Linked DNA regions of Canis lupus: region 2 is linked to region 1. A link is a contact called in public Hi-C data. All regions are on one chromosome and are shown on one strand. Each heading gives the region's core, a stretch centred on a gene start, on an enhancer-like site or on the middle of the called end of the contact. The rest is flanking DNA. Distances are from core to core; before and after follow the strand shown.

Region 1 (7,647 bases), core at 3,383-5,882:
GAACCTGCAGCTGAGAACCTGAGAATCTTCTCTTCTTAAAAAGAGAAACTTTTTAAAACCTTTTTGTTCTTAAACGAACAAACTAATTTTACATACTTTTGCATACAAATCCCTTGCAATAGTTAAAGCTTTCTTCTCGTTCTTAGGTTGGGATATATTTGAGAGAACACAGCTGATTTGGGCAGGAAGTCACCCAACCTAATTTGTTGCTAAAATAATCAGGAACCAAAGACTTGGATGGAGTGGGCCTGGGTACCAGGTCTATTGTGCTTTATAATCTTGAGGTCACTTTTTATTTTTTTTAAGGCAATTTAGCAGTGACACGTCCAGAGGTCTGCAGGTTTTAAGTCTCAGCCCTCACCTGGATGAACGTTTACCCAATTTGTTATCATCTCCCCTGATGAGGGGGAGGGCGGCAGGGGTTGGCCTATTCTCAGCCTTCTCAGATGGATGAGACACACCTCCCCCTTTCCTACCCTCCCACCCTAAAGGTGAGTCACTAGAGTGTTACAAACTTACTGGCAGGGAACACTACAAATTAACAAACAGAAAGTTACCAAAAGAGGATACACCCTCAGAACCGGGTACAGAAAGAACCCTGGGCCGGGGAACTGTCACGCTCACACACTGAACACTTCCACAGGCAAGAAGAGTGTGATGCAATCCGGGTCCTCTGGTCCGGCCCCAGGGCTGGTCTACAGTTCCTCCTGTCAGTGCTCCACTTGCTCCTGGCCAGGCCTGGGCAACTTTCCACCCTTGAGGACTCTGCCTTATAGTGTTTTCAGTCTAAAGTACTAGAGCTTTATAGCAGCCAGAGGAGATTTAGTCACACTTTCAAGTTGAACTCCAATAGGGCAGTTGATAACATTCCCATAGGAACAGGATTTCTGCTGACATGCGGATCCCTTGTAACCTTCACTTCAATCTTTTTCCCTCGGCTCCTCTTGAAATCATCACCCATAGGCTAGGATTTATTTTCTAGGTAACTAAGTTAATATTCAAACAATGGAGAATCGCACAGAACGACCTGGTGATATCCTTTCCCTCCCTCCCCCCCCCCCCCCAGCTTTTGTAAACTTGAGAAAAGAGAAATTTTGTGTACCTTTGGTGAACCAAATAGTTGTGGGTGGCAGGCGGGTTGCAGATTTAAGCCAAGTCACTGGCAGCAACACCCAATGTGAAAAAAAGGCACAAAATCCTATTTCACCCAGGAATGATTCAGCAGGAGCTGTTCTTTCATTTTCTTAGCAAGAGCTTAGGAACTAGACTTTTTAGGGAGCAATAAAATCACCTGAAATAGCATCAAAACCTAGGCCCCCAAGGCAGTGGGAAGAGGGGGGGAAAAAATTAACAATGACCTTAAAAAATTAGCTGCCAGCACAGGCTTCCTGGTTAACCAATTATCAGCAGGGCTTTAGTCACCACTCCACCCACATTTTAATCCCCATGTGGAAAAATCCCAACATTTCAGCATAAAATTTCCTTCTGAACGTTTGGACCATCACAGTAAGTCACTGGGGACAAAGGGGATATAACTTTATCCTAGCAGAATCGCCACGCACACATCTATCTCCCCCCTTAATGTTCAATTTATCAGAGTCCCCAAAACACTAACTATGACCCAGCAGACAAGAGCATATCCTCCTGTGAACCAGCCATAACTCAATTTTGTGTTTGCCAGCCACTGGCGTTTTATTAAGGATCCGTAGGACAGGCTGGTTGAGCCTCCACAACCCAGGTGTGTGAGATCTTTCACCACTCTCACGCGTGTGTTCGGTTATGAAAGACACATACAGACATGTGGAAGGAACTTACTCAAACATCTCTCGGTTCCACTAATTCAATATCACAAATACCCCAGTTTCATCTGAAGAATAAGGCTGGAGTTCTACATATAAGGTGATGCTAAGGGAGTGAGTGTTCAGGCCAGGGAGACCACAGGCTGTTCAGGAGTCAAGCCTGTCTGGTGTGTCACTTACCAACCATTTGACCTTGAGCAAGTCACTTCACCTTCCTAGGCCTCGGGGGAAGTAGCTGTGATCACTACACCCCCGAAAGCAGGAATGTCCAGCTCTGGATTATCAACTTTTTCCCTTTTTGAGGGAGGGGAGATGAAGGGGTGAGCTTAAAGGGCTTCTTTATGGGAATGACCTCGGGTTTGATGGTGTGGTACAAGCACAGGCCACTAACCCACTTTTATATCGGGAGTAGAGGCTGGCACTGGCACTCAGCTCTTCGCCTTTGGCTCTGTAACCCGGAGCAGCCCTCCACGATCTGGGCTTTTTAAAAGATACCAGGGTGCATTCCACTTCTCGCCACTCTCCCTACCGGGCCCAAGCCTTTCCTATGACCTCCCTCAAAATCCAAAATTCAGAATCCCCAGAGACGCACCCTGCCTCCTCCCCTACCACTCAGGCCACACTGCGGAGCCCTGAAAACCTCCAAAGACCTCCTGGAAGCCCGCACTGTGCAAGCCCTGGACATAACGGGGCGGCCTCTCTCCTACCCGGGTCCTCCGGCCTGGTCATTTTCTCCCACGAATTGATACGGGGGTGTGTGTGCGGGGGTTGGGGGGCGGTTTATCGTGTATAAACTTTTCTCAACTTGACTTGGGCTCCATCAGGGTCTGAGACCCGGTCCTGGGCTGCGGCTACGGGTCACAGAAGCACAGGGGCGAGCAGCGGCTCCGGTGCTCCCCGGCGTTCCCGGGGCCGGGGCCTGCCCCTCCCCTGCCCCTCCCCTGCCCGGGGACCCCGCGGCGCGGCGCTCCCCACCACCGCGAACTGCCCGCCGCCTGCAGTCCTCTTTCGGGTTTATTGCGCCCTGAGGCCCCGGTGGGTCAGCCTGTCCTCCTTCCAGGCTCATCCCTCAAAAAGCAAAACAAAACAAAACAAAAAAACCCAAAACCCTCTACACACCCCTCCCCAGCAGGGAAATGACCACTCCAGCCGCCCCAGGGCGCATCCAGTGCTCACGGAAAGCGTCCCATGAAAGCTCGCAAAAGTATACCTTAAAGGCCATCTTAGGGCGGTGAAGACACACCCTTTCTGGCACCAGCCAGCACGACCGGCTCCGCAGTGAAGGGAAGCCAGCTTTTTTTTTTTTTCCTCCTTTAGGGGAGGGCGGCGGGCGCTGCGGGGACCTGGCTCGGCCCCAGCGCCTCCGGGAGCGGGAGCCGCAGCCCCCGGGTCCCCCCCGCGTCGGATCCCCCGCGGGCGCCCGGACCCCGGCGGCGGCGGGGAGGCAGCCCGGGAGGGGCCCCGGCGGCGCGCCCCGGGGGAAGGGGAGGAGCACGCCTTTCCTCCGGGCACGGAGGGCGGAAGGAAAAGGGAAGGCGAGAGATGGGGAGGTGAGGGCGGGCGGAGGGGGCGCGGGGGGGGCGGGGGAGCCGGCTCCGGGGATGCGGCGCCGCCGGCAGCTCCTTCCCGGGCGCCCCGGGCCCGCGCCTCCCGAGCCCGCCGCCAGGAGCCCCCCGGCCCGCAGCGCGCCGGGGCCGCCCCGGGGTCCGCGCCCCTCCCCCGCCGGCCGGCCGGCCCCCGCCGCCGCCGCCGCGCTCCCTCCATTTCCAGAGTGCGTCGTCCGTGAAGCCCGCCCGCCCGCCCGCGCCGAGCCGCTTCCTCCGCCGCCGCCTCCCGACTTCCTCCCCTCCTCCCCGCCCCGCGCCCCGCGCCCCGCGCCCCGCGCCCCGCGCCCCGCGCCCGGGCTCCCGCGCACTCACCCCTTTCCCCATGGTGGCGGAGGTCCGTGCCCGGCGCCCGGTGCCGTCGCCGGAGACCAGGGAGGCAAGGACGGAGCAGCTCCCGGCCGGGGAGCGCGGAGCACGGAGCTGGGGCTGCCGCGGGGCGGGCGGGCGGGCGGGCGGGAGGGCGAGCGGCCGGCGGCCCGGGCCGACGCCGCCGCTGGGGCTGGGGCTGGGGCTGGGGCTGGGGCCGGGGCCGGGGCCGGGGCCGGGGCTGGGGCTGCTACCGCTGCTGCTGCTGCCACGTGTCCGCCTCCTCCCGCCGCTGCTCCGCGCCCCAGACCCAGCCGCAGCTCGAGCCCGCGCCTCCTCCTCACTTCCTAAAATATGCAACCTGCGTGCTCGCCCCGCCCACGCCGCGGCACGTCACCGTTACCGGAGCAACCTGACACCGGCCGCGGGCCGGGCTCCGCCCCCGCCCGGCCCCGCCCCCGGCCCCGGCCCCCGCCCCGGCCCCGGCCCCGGCCCCGGCCCCGGCCAGTCGCGGCTCGGGGCGGGAGGGCGCCGGCCGGGGCGCGCGTGCCCAAGCCCCGGGAGGCCGCGGCCGTGCGGCTCCCGCGCCCCTCCTCCCGCCGCCCTGCGTGACCGGCCCGCCCCGTGGCCGCGCGGGGGCTGCGGTGGGTGCGGGGACGCTTCGGAGCGGGGCTCCCCAATCTCCGCGGCCCGGGGACGGGAACCGGGCGCGGAGGGGCCTTGGCAGCGTGTCCGCGAGCTCCTCCGGGGGCTGAGGGGCGCGCCGGGGTGGGGGTGGGGTGGGGGGGTGGGGGTGGGGTGGGGGGGGTGGGGTGGGGGTGCGGCCTGGCGGCAGCCCGCGCCCCCGGGACGGCTCCGCCTCCCTGCGCAGTCCCCGCCCGGCGCCCACCTGCGGATGGGCTCCCCGGTCGCCGGCGCCTCCCGGATGCCTCCTCTGGGCTGGATCCGCGTGATCCACTTCCCGCTCGGGCCCCAGGAAGAATGGGTCTGAGCCGGCCTGAGGAAGGTCCCCGGCGCCCTTCGCCTGCTTCTCTTCGTGACCCTGATGACCCCTCACAGGACTTCCAATGAATTTATTCACGCTACTGTGTGAATAAAACCCTGTCTTTAGCAAAAGGGTTTGACTTGACGGGGAGATGTCCGAGGACCCGTCTGGAGCCTGTCGGTGCCTCCCACCTGACCTGCCAGCGCAGCCTTGGGTGCTCTGGGGGACTCTGGGCCTGCTGTGTGATGATAAGCCCGGGAGCCCGCAGAGAGCCCCGGCCTGGCTGCCATGTGGGTCTTCCCTCCCGTTACAGCTTCTTAGCAGAGGCTGCTGTGGTTGAAGGGCATTTAGAAAGCAAAGTATTATTATTATTAACAATGCTTTCAGGAAGTCAGATATACTCTGGGAAAGCACGAGATTCGCAGAAGAAAGTCACTAGGAGTCTCTGGGAATTCCTACAAGAAACAAGGAAAATATTAATTGTCTAAGCAAGTTAAAGCCGACCCTGTGAACTCTCAAGTATTAACATGAACTAACTAACTAAATAAATAAATAAATAAATAAATAAATAAATAAATTGAACAAATAAAGATACAAAGCTTAAAAGACATAGGGAGGGAGGGAAGGAAAGAAAAAAAGAAAGAAAGAAGAAAGAAAGAAGAAAGAAAGAAAGAAAGAAAGAAAGAAAGAAAGAAAGAAAGAAAGAAAGAAAGAAAGAAAGAAAAGAAAGAAAGAAAAGAAAGAAAGAAGAAAGAAAGAAGAAAAGAAGAAAGAAAAAAGAAAAGAAAGAAGAAAAGAAAAGAAAAAAGAAAAGAAAAGAAAAGAAATAGCAAGTGTATTATTATCAGTTCAAACGTTCGGGTAATTCTTATTCCCAAAAGATACTGTTTCTTACATGAGTCTCTTCCTCTCTCCCCAGAATGCATTGTTAGAGGCTAGTGCCTCCTCCAGCCATCTTCAGGCTTTGTTACATCACTCCAGGTGACGAAAAGCAGAGGAATTGTAACCTGGATTCAAGTTCATGACTGCTGGGGAAAGAGCCTTTGAGTCCAGATCAGAGTTCCCTATGCTGCTAATTCAAAGACAGTTGCAGGGTGTTATCAGGGCTCTGCTCCAGGGGTCTAGAAAGTGGTTCGCTCAAGATCCCTTATAGCACCCTCATTACTGCTAACCCCTAGAAAGCCTTTGCTTGCTAAAGATCCCTTGACTTGTTTAAGATTAATCATCTCTAAGGCCCTGGTCTGAATGGAAAAAGTGCAGCAAAATAACACATTGTAGAAAGGAAAAATCTGAACACTGTAGATTTTTCTTGCCAGTGAATCTCCTTTCTCTCCCTTCCTAAGTAAAATTACCTTTTTTTTTCCCCCATTCAAGAATATAACCTCAATAGGTCAACGCATTTCTCTTTGTCTCTAGACCTGTTTATTTGGCCGCTGGAATATTGCTGAAGATCCCTCCAGGAGGGCCTCAAAGTTCTAGCTGTCTTCCAGAGTAGGGGAAAAGGCATACAAATATAAGAAATGTTAACTAAAATCTGTAGGTTGCCTTGCCTTGCCTTCACAAAGCACCTTTCCATATCACAGCCCATTGGACTGTCACACGTCTGGAGGGTAAAAGGTTCTAGGTATACTTTACAGAGTTGGAAACTGGAGGCTCAGGGACTTCCTTCTCACAAAGCCATTCAGTTAATGTCTGAGGGAGCCTGGCTCAAAATTGCAAAACGGGAGCCATCTTCCTACTTCTGAGCAGAGAACCAAGGAAGTTAACAGTGGGGGAAGAGCAATTGCTTCCAACACTGCTATCCTCACACTTTCTACATGCTTCTCCTCTTGCAACCAAGAAGACCTCCCCTAGAGCCTTTTCTCCCCCAGCCTCACTCCTCTATAGTCCGCTGGGTGGCATCTAAGGCAGAGAACCATTATTCTGTAGAAATGCCCTATGTAGGTCAACACATGCCACCCCCCACCCCTGTTCTGACCCGCCTGATCCCCCACCAGAGGCAAATCCTATTCCATCTTCCAGGTATTTGATAGTGTCATCTTCCATTGCAGTCTTGTTAAAAGAAACATAATCCAATAAAACAATTTCAGAATGTCAGGAATGGCTTCACTATGACTCCTCTAAAGTTGGTGCTTTTCTTAACTTGGGTGACCACTCCCAAGTACTGTGGTCTAGGGACTTCTGGGCAGTCTTCAGGGGTGTTTTTCAGAGTAAAGGTTATTGCCACGGGTTGATGGCTAATTTTAAGAGGTGAAGGGAAAAAATATGGTCAAGAGGCAAGAGTTGCAGATGTCTAATGGGAAAGAGCGAGGGAAGGAATACCTGCCTGGTTGTAATATGGAGCCCTGGACAGGCTGATGGAATGAAGACAAACGGCCGGCATAGCAGGGCTGAGGTGTAGGCAGCTCAGATTTCAGAGAGGTGTCGTCAAACATAGGTGACTAAGAGGGGAAGAGTCCTTTCCTTGGGAAAGCCTTCTTTTTTCCTCTTGGGAGAGGATTCTGAACGGAATCTTAGAGATCGAACACTCCACTCATTTTTTAGAACCCAAGGCCCAGGGAGTCATTGACACTGGACAGTCCTGGGAGAGCAGCTGAATTTTGTGCACCTTTTCCAGCTCCCAGAGCAGTGCGGCAGATAAACAATACTTCCAGAAGAGAGGGCGGGGCAAGTTCTGACTCTCTATTCTATCTGCCTCTTGTCCTATCAGCTCTGTTTAAGCTCCCAGCTCAGGACATAATTAAACTGATCAGCCCAGAGACTCAGCCTGCACAGACCCAAGGCTGCCAAGTGCGGATGGCCTCGAGGAGGATTTGACACAACCATGGAGGCTTGGCCCAGCCATTGTGAATCGAGTCAGCAGATGTATGAAAAATATGATGCAAGTGGGTATTTTGAGCCAAGAATGCTAGCGCTTTGAACAAGCACTTGCTGAATTGAATAAACACAC
Region 2 (7,647 bases), core at 1,895-4,394, 120 kb before region 1:
TAATGTGTCAGCCAGTGAGTGCTATAGGGCACACTCACACATTCTCTCTGGGATCCAGGATAGTGGAAATTTCTCAGTTTCCATTCGTAAAGACGAAACAGGAGACCGTTCCAGGAGGCCACAGTGAGCCTGGTGGGGGCTGGGCAGGGGGAGGGTGGGAATGTGGGTAGGCCACCTCCCAACATGATCACATTAGTCACCCATCACAGACCCTGACAGACCTTGGGCTATTCAAGGATTCCAGCTGTAAAATCCCATTAGGGTTGCCAAGACTAGAACAGTGTGACTTTAATAAGGTTAAAGTTTGGCATTTTTTACAGCTTTAATAATGATAAGGTTCTTAGTACCCATGAGAGGGAAAGAACTAGAGAAGGTCTGTCCACTCCTGGCTGGTCGGTGCTGGGGGACATGGTCAGGTCCAGCCTCTTGCCAGGCCCCTGTGGGGTGTCTTTGGGTTCCAGGTGCAAATTTTACCCTGCTTCTCAAAAATCCTATTCACCCATGTCTGGACTCTGGGATTGATAAGTGAATCTGGGCATTGATTTCCAAGAAGAGTCCATGAAACTAGGTGAGTTTATTAGAAATAAAATGCCCTGTTCCCCACTCACATGTGTCACCCATAGTAGTTGCATTCTCAAAGCACAGCTATATTTCAAAACCTTTGTTAAGCTCCTCTGGACTAGAACACTCTATTGTCCATCTGTGTCTGTATCTCCTTCTAATGGCCTTCCGGATGACCTTCGTCCTCCCTTCCTTATCCTGGGAGGAATTCATCTACTCTCTTCTTACTCCCAGGGCACTTAGACCATCTTTCTAAAGCAGCGCCTATCTGTGTGGTGGAACGAGTTGGTTGTGGACGTAACCTCACCCCATCAGACTAGACTGTAAGCCCTTCGTGCAGGGTCAGCTTGGGCTCCTGGAATACTCAATAAGCACACAGTAGACACCCATAAATGTCAAAGGAAGGAAGGGATGATTTAGCAGGAGGCCCATGCCTTCCACTGGGAAGACCATTGAAATCCCATGCCTTCACATGCATGACTCATCTTTGCTCACAAAGAAGAGGAAAAAGTATAATTTCTAAAGTAGGTCACTCGTTTCTTGAAGGTGGAATTTATCTCTCAGTCCATGTGTCCACAGCATCTGCCGCCCTACATCTGTTAGTGTAAGCTTCAAATGCATCAGATGGCCTTGTCTATGGCCATTATGTCATGCGTTGAATCATTTACAAAGACTTTCCTTCCAATGGGACAAGTCAAATGAACAGCACTGATGACGTACCTACCCTGTGTCACAGCTGGCGCTAGGTCCTGCAGAAATGCAGAGACGAGAAGTCTCTGCCTACAAGGAGCCAAGTCTAAGTGCCAAAGGGATGTGGTAAGTGCATCTGAAGTCCTTGTTTCCGTGCCAGCTGTGAGCCGCTGTGTCGGGGCACAAGGGTATAGGTATAGCCCGGACCCTTCAGAAGCTTGTGGCCCAGCTGGGGAGCTGAGCCATTCATGGCTGGATGAGCTTTCAAAATGTACCTTAGTATTTACTAGGGCCAGAGCCCCCTTGACCACACCCCCCAGGGGGCCACAAGGTTATGGGAGCAGAAGAGAAGAATAGAGCGTAGGGAAGGGAGACCTAGCGCCTTCCTGACACTTGTAGTCTGATGGGCTCCAAGTGCCGCTTGGTTTCAGGGGCAGAGCTGGAGTTTTCCCCTGGACCTGAGATGGATGGGAAATATCAGGGCCACTGTGGGGCGAAGCCAACTCTCCAGATAGTCTCTGGGAGCCCCCTCTTATGGATCCTTGGACGAGGGGGGCCCAAGCCTGGGCCGGGCCTCCCAAGGCTACTTTGCACCACAGTGAACTCAGTTTCCGGCATACTCTTGAATCAGACCAGACCAGAACTATGCTTAACTGCGCAGCAGGAGGGAGGACTGGTAGGTGGCATCTCCCAGGGAGGCCGGTTTCGGGCGTGGGGAAGAAAGGCCCACAACCTGGGCCCTTCGGTCGGCAGCACATGACCTTGTGATGCACTGTGGCCAAGGAACAGGTGCAGCAGGGTGAGCAACATGGTGCCATCTGGGAGCTGCGCTCCCGTGGTGCTCCCATCGGCTTTCCCACCTGGGAAACCGTTCCAGGGCAGCCTAAGCCACCAGCAGGCTAGACTCCAGTGTTTGCCCAGGAGCCTGGATGAAGGGGAAATTACAAAGGGTTGGAGGAGGCACCGGATGGAGAAGAATCAGGCTGGCATCACTAACGAATGCTCTCTCCTGATCCGAAGCCCTTTCAGCCCGGGGAAGGAAGTGTCCTTGGAAATGCCAGTCCTTGGCCCCACAGTTCCCTCAGCTGGCACAGAGAGGCAATTCCCCTTTGCCCCAGGCCACCCCTTGCCTGTGAATGAGGAGCGTGACTCACAGCAGCGGGGACGGCAGCGTGTTAGGTGAGGCTAATTCAAATGCCAGGCAGGTACAAATAGCATACTTTCCTCTGAACAGCCGCCCCAGCTGTTGTGCAGGAGGCTGGCCGGTTCTTATCCAAAGTACATTTGTTCTTATTTATGAGCCACATTGGGCACCACTGGCGGCCTACCTTTGGCCCCTCAAGGCCAGCTCTGTGTTCTTTGTTCCCTAAAGTCTCACCAAAGTGAAACATTAACTGGTGGTGGGACAGAAGGGCCTGGGAGCCTCTGAAGGCAGGGCTGATGAAGAAGGATACCTGGGGGGGGGAGGGGGGGGCGGCTGTGACTCACTGATCTGGAAGGGCCTCCTGTGACCGGGCAGTGTTTTCTTTAAGCCACACAGAGATGGGTGCCAGGGTGGCATGTCCTAAATGACTGGTTGGTGGGTGACCACAGATGCTTTTTACCACCACGGTCACTGGTGATACTAACCTTAACCATAAAGGGTGGTGGAAATTATTAGGCCTGAGAGCCAGGAGACCCTTGGCTTGGCCATGGCTCTGCTTCTAGAACATTCTGAGGCCCTGTGGAAAGCCATTAGAGGTCTCAGGACTTCTGTTTCCTCAGCTGTCCAGGAAGGGCTGGGTGAGAACACAAAGGTCCTGTCTGGCTAGAACATTTTCTACTGTAGATGCTGACACCAATCAACTCCATTTATAGCCGGTGGTAGTAACTGTCTCTCCTTATCACCCAGGAAAAGTTACTAGGGCCCGCCCTCTGCTACCTTTGCTTCTCTTCTCTCCCTTGTCTCTATCTGCCTCACTGCTTCTTAGCCACATTCCCTTTATCTCACTTCTTTATCTTTATCTTAGGGCTGAGGATGTCCCCTTCAAAGCCAGCATGCAAGTCAATCATGTGATGTTTGAGTCACGGAGACTCTCATTTGCCACTTTCTACCAAAGCCACTTCCTGACCATGTGATCTTGGCCAAATTATTTTCTTTCTCTGGTTAGCCATTTCCCCATCTATCACAAAGGAATCATATTAGGGTTTCTGTAAGAATTATGTAATATGCCTTATACATGAAGGCTTCACAAGTATAAGCCATTATACGCTTATAACCTAAAAGTTGGCACACACAGAAAATTCATTCCTCTTCCCCAAAACTTTTCCTTTAATCTCTGTTTCTGTTCACAGGGACACTGGGCTTTGGGTTTGATGTCACCTTGACTTTTCTTCTCACTTGTTCTGTGCAATAGTATCTATCCCTTGAAGCCTTCCTTTCAGCTTCCCTGGGGTATGACATTTTTGGAGAGAAGGCCTACAGGTCCAGGGCGGAGCTAGGGCTGAACCCTCTGCTGAGATAGAAGTATTATCTTTGGGAATTCTGGGAAATTCTACTTATCAAGGTACTTTTTTTTTTGGTGGAGGGAGGATTTGTTTTGAATCATAATTGATTGGCCAAGATTTCCTGAAAGTGGGTGTGGTCCTTATTGGTTGCGGTCAAATGGACCAAGCTACATTTTCTTGATTTTGCTGTTGACCTCCTTACTCTGCAGAATCTGCCCTGGTACAGATTCACGTTCCCTGGGCACTGTAGGTACTCACAAAGATCACCCAGAGTGACATTGGCTTAAAAAGTATAGGGGAGGTGGGCACTTCTACATAGCCCATATAATGCTTTGGGAAGTTTTTAAAAAAAATTGCTTCTTCTGGAGGATGTGATTCTGTGGGCACATGGCTTAGTAGGATATGAGCTGAGTTTTAGTTTTTACTTGGCCAGGAGCCTTTGTGTAGGACCCAAACTACCCAGCCTTAAGAGGCAACCTTGGTACTCACTGATTAGATGCCAAGTTCCATGAAGACATGGTTCATGTCTCTCTCACTAAGGAAGGCTTGGTGCCAAGCAAAAGGCCTGGCACAGTCTCACTAGGTGTTGTTGAGTGTTGAATGAGTGAATGAAAGGTGACATCTAGCGGGGGATGCCTGCTGTAATTGGTGCTCAAGAGCTTGATGTCAACAGAGTGGGATAGTTAAGAGGATGTGCTATGGAGTCAGACAGAACTGTTTGGATTTTGCACCCCCCCTACTTAATAGATGCATGATCTTGACTTCTCTGAATCTTACCTTCTCCATCTTGAAAGTAGGGGTATAATGATACCAGCTCCGTTGATGTCATGGTGTGGATAATCTGAGATGACTTCTGTGAAGCGCCTGTATCAGTGTTTGACAAAAGGTTATGTTGTAACAGGTGAGCCCCAGAGAGCACTGAGGATGGGCATGCTCTACCTCCCTAATCTGAATTGCTTTTAGGGTTGCCATATCATGGAGTCTTTACAGTCATTCCCATTGGGGATCTCAGATATGCATTGAGGTGGCCTGTGGCCACAATGATTCATTTGGTCTTGGCATTCACTCCCAGACACTTACCAAGGCCTCCAAACCCATTAGGCATTCAAACATTCAAGACTTCAATTTCCCAGAAAAGGCACAACTTCTGTTGGTTAGATTACAAGTGTCTTCTACGGTTTACCGCTTCCCATTACTGTACCTCCAGTGGCTCTTTTGCTTGGTCTTGGAGATCTGCCATCGTTATTGAGCTGATCTCATGCTATCAGCAAAGGCAAGGAAAACAATGGCCTCTCTGCAGGCCTTTGCCCTCCCACAAGCTCCAGGATCACAAAGCCTGCATGCCAGGGTAGAAAACCCATGTCCCTAGCTTCTGAGGATGTTCAGCTGAGAAACATAATACACACACATACTCACTGGTGTTGTGTCTGTGTTTTTAAAGCGCACAGCAGTCTGTCACAGAGGCCGTGTTGGTGCATTTCATCCTTTGGCAGCGCTGTGAGTGGAAATTTGTAAAAGGCTCTGCAAGGGGCTGCAAAGAAGTTGCTGAATAAATTCATGTGCCAGAGAAAAAGTGAGAGAGTTTTCTCTCAGTGGTTGCCTGTGTCTACGGGGACCTACAGAATCTCTTGACCATTTTAAACCTAAAAGTTTGCTTTTTAGAAACATCAGTCTTAGCCCATGCTAATCTGATCCAACCATAACGTGATTTCCTGGGGGAGGTTGTGGGGGTTTGGAGGTAGTAGAGGGAAGAGCTCATGGGGTCATGGAATGGACACAGGACTGAGGGTCAGAAAACTTAGGTTTAAATCTTTGTTCTGTCCTTGATTGGTTATGGGATTGACTGGAGTAACTTTATCTGCCAGTGCCTCTGGTGCTCTGTCATATGAGAGCAGCACAGGGATGTGTGGAAATCCTCAGAGGTTGTGGGTTGGAGTGTGCACCCCGCACGTGGTGGGTAGGAAGCCATGAGAGATGGGGACTGCCCCACTGCAGTCAGCCCATATTCTCATTCTACAACCACTTTGTGGAAGTCCAGAGGATACTTCTAAGGGAAGGAAACAGAAGAGAGATCTGTAGAGGATATGGAGCACTTTTCTGTGGGGGAGATGTTTTGACTTAACAAATGAACCTGTCCCTTTCCTGCCCAAATGACAGATTCAGAGCAGACAGGCATTTAAAAACTTCTTCTATTAAAAATAAGTTGGTTGTAAGTGGAAGGGAGGGGAGAGGTGGATAGAGCAGAGTGCAGAGACCACAGCTTGAGTGTGGCAGGAGAGGTGTGATGGTGTGAAGGGGAGAGAGTGAGTTTGGGGAGAGAGAGCTGAAAGAGCAATATGCAATATGCTCAGACTCCTGGAGGGGAGAGGAGGCAAATCTGCAAGAGCAGGAGAGCCAGGGAGGCAGCGGGGAGGCTTTAGGACTGGCAGCGTAGTTCAGGTGATAGCCGACATCAGGCTCCTGCACAAGGAGTAGTAGCTCCTGCCACATGTGTCCTAGAAGACAGACCTCATGAGGCATCTGGCTGGAAAAATTTAAGGGGAGAGGCATAAACAAACAAACAAACAAACAAACAAATAAATAAATTAAATTATTAAAAAAGACTCAATAAGCAAAACAAATGCTATCTGAATGCAATATTTTTATTGCAGCAATATTTTTAATTAGGCTTTATTTTTAGAGCAGTTTTAGGTTCACAGCAAAACAGAATGGAAGGAAGAGATTTCCCATATATTCCCCTTCGCCTTGCATGCTCAGCCTCCCCCACTATCAAAACCCTAGCCAAAGTGGGAGGTGCACAATCGTTACAACTGAACCTGCCCTGACATATCCTTATCACCCTCAGTCTGTAGTTTACATTAGGATTCAATCTTGTGGTTGCACAATCTGTGGGTTTGGACAAATGTATGATGACATGTATCCACCATTGTAGAATCACATGGGGTAGCTTCTTCACTGCCCTAAAAATCCTCTGTGCTTTGCCTCTTTGTCCCTCCCACCCCCTAGTTCCTGGCAACCACTGATCTTTTTTACTTTCTCCATAGCTTTGCTTTTCTAGGATGCCGTAGAGTTGGAATCCTACAGTCTGCTGCCTTTTCAGATTGGCTCCTTTCACCTAGCCATATGCATTCAAGTTTCCTCTAGGTAACTTGGAAAGTTATGGCTCATTCCTTTTTGGTGCTGAGTAACATTCCACTGTCCGATGAACCACGGTTTATTTATCCACTCACCCACAAAAGGACATCTTGGCTGCCTCTAGGTTTTGCTAATTATCAATAAAGCTGCTGTAAATAACTGCATGCAGGTTGTTGTGTGACATGTGACATAAATTTTCAACTCTTTTGGGTAAATACCAAAGACAGCAATTGCTGCGTTAACGTAGCATTAAAAAAAAAAAAATCAAAATCAATGAAAACACTGTGAAGGACAAGCTATCTGAAATTTTTAAAAAGATGGAATCTGATCTGGCACTATGACTTGGGGTCCCTCCTGTCCCTCTAATCCTGGCCTTGTTGGGTTTTACTCCTGCCTCTGAGCAGCTTTTTTCATGGAAATTTTCTGAGTCAACCCACATTTCTGATAGATTCCACCCATAGGTGCTCCTAAATAATGTAGCCTCTATCGGGGTGGGGTAATACCATTAGTGATTCCAGGTGATTCCCAGACAGCTTCCTTATTAGAGATGAACCATCCACAGCATGTGAGAGCGGTCTGTACCCCTCCAGAATGTGTGTGCTTGGGTGAGAGGTACACCAGCAACACTTGGGAAGGTATGGTCCTATACATTAAGATATGAACTTGTGCCTAATTGTTGGCAAATGGTTCCCTCTGTATATGTTCAGCTTCTCACCTCAAACTAGATATTGAGGGTTAGAAGTACCCATTAATTTATGCATTCAACATAACATT

Evidence for each region. Hi-C and Micro-C count contacts between places; a contact is called where the count stands out from the background.
Region 2: a contact with region 1 is called in a Hi-C map of liver, with 2.1 times the contacts expected there. The contact joins two enhancer-like sites. A contact is called at or near these places in 4 of 9 Hi-C or Micro-C datasets (amygdala, blood and liver).

The regions. Positions count from the first base shown.
Region 1 is chr17:54,342,411-54,350,057 of UU_Cfam_GSD_1.0, reverse strand. No RefSeq gene overlaps it. Among named protein-coding and RNA genes, the nearest start is that of ATP1A1, 10 kb to the left of the region's middle. Within about 2 kb of position 4,632, at least 16 of the 20 cell types and tissues checked have an H3K27ac peak or open chromatin away from gene starts, as enhancers often do. A contact at or near this core is called in liver, where this site is marked.
Region 2 is chr17:54,457,283-54,464,929 of UU_Cfam_GSD_1.0, reverse strand. No RefSeq gene overlaps it. Among named protein-coding and RNA genes, the nearest start is that of CD58, 78 kb to the left of the region's middle. Within about 2 kb of position 3,144, at least 6 of the 20 cell types and tissues checked have an H3K27ac peak or open chromatin away from gene starts, as enhancers often do. A contact at or near this core is called in liver, where this site is marked.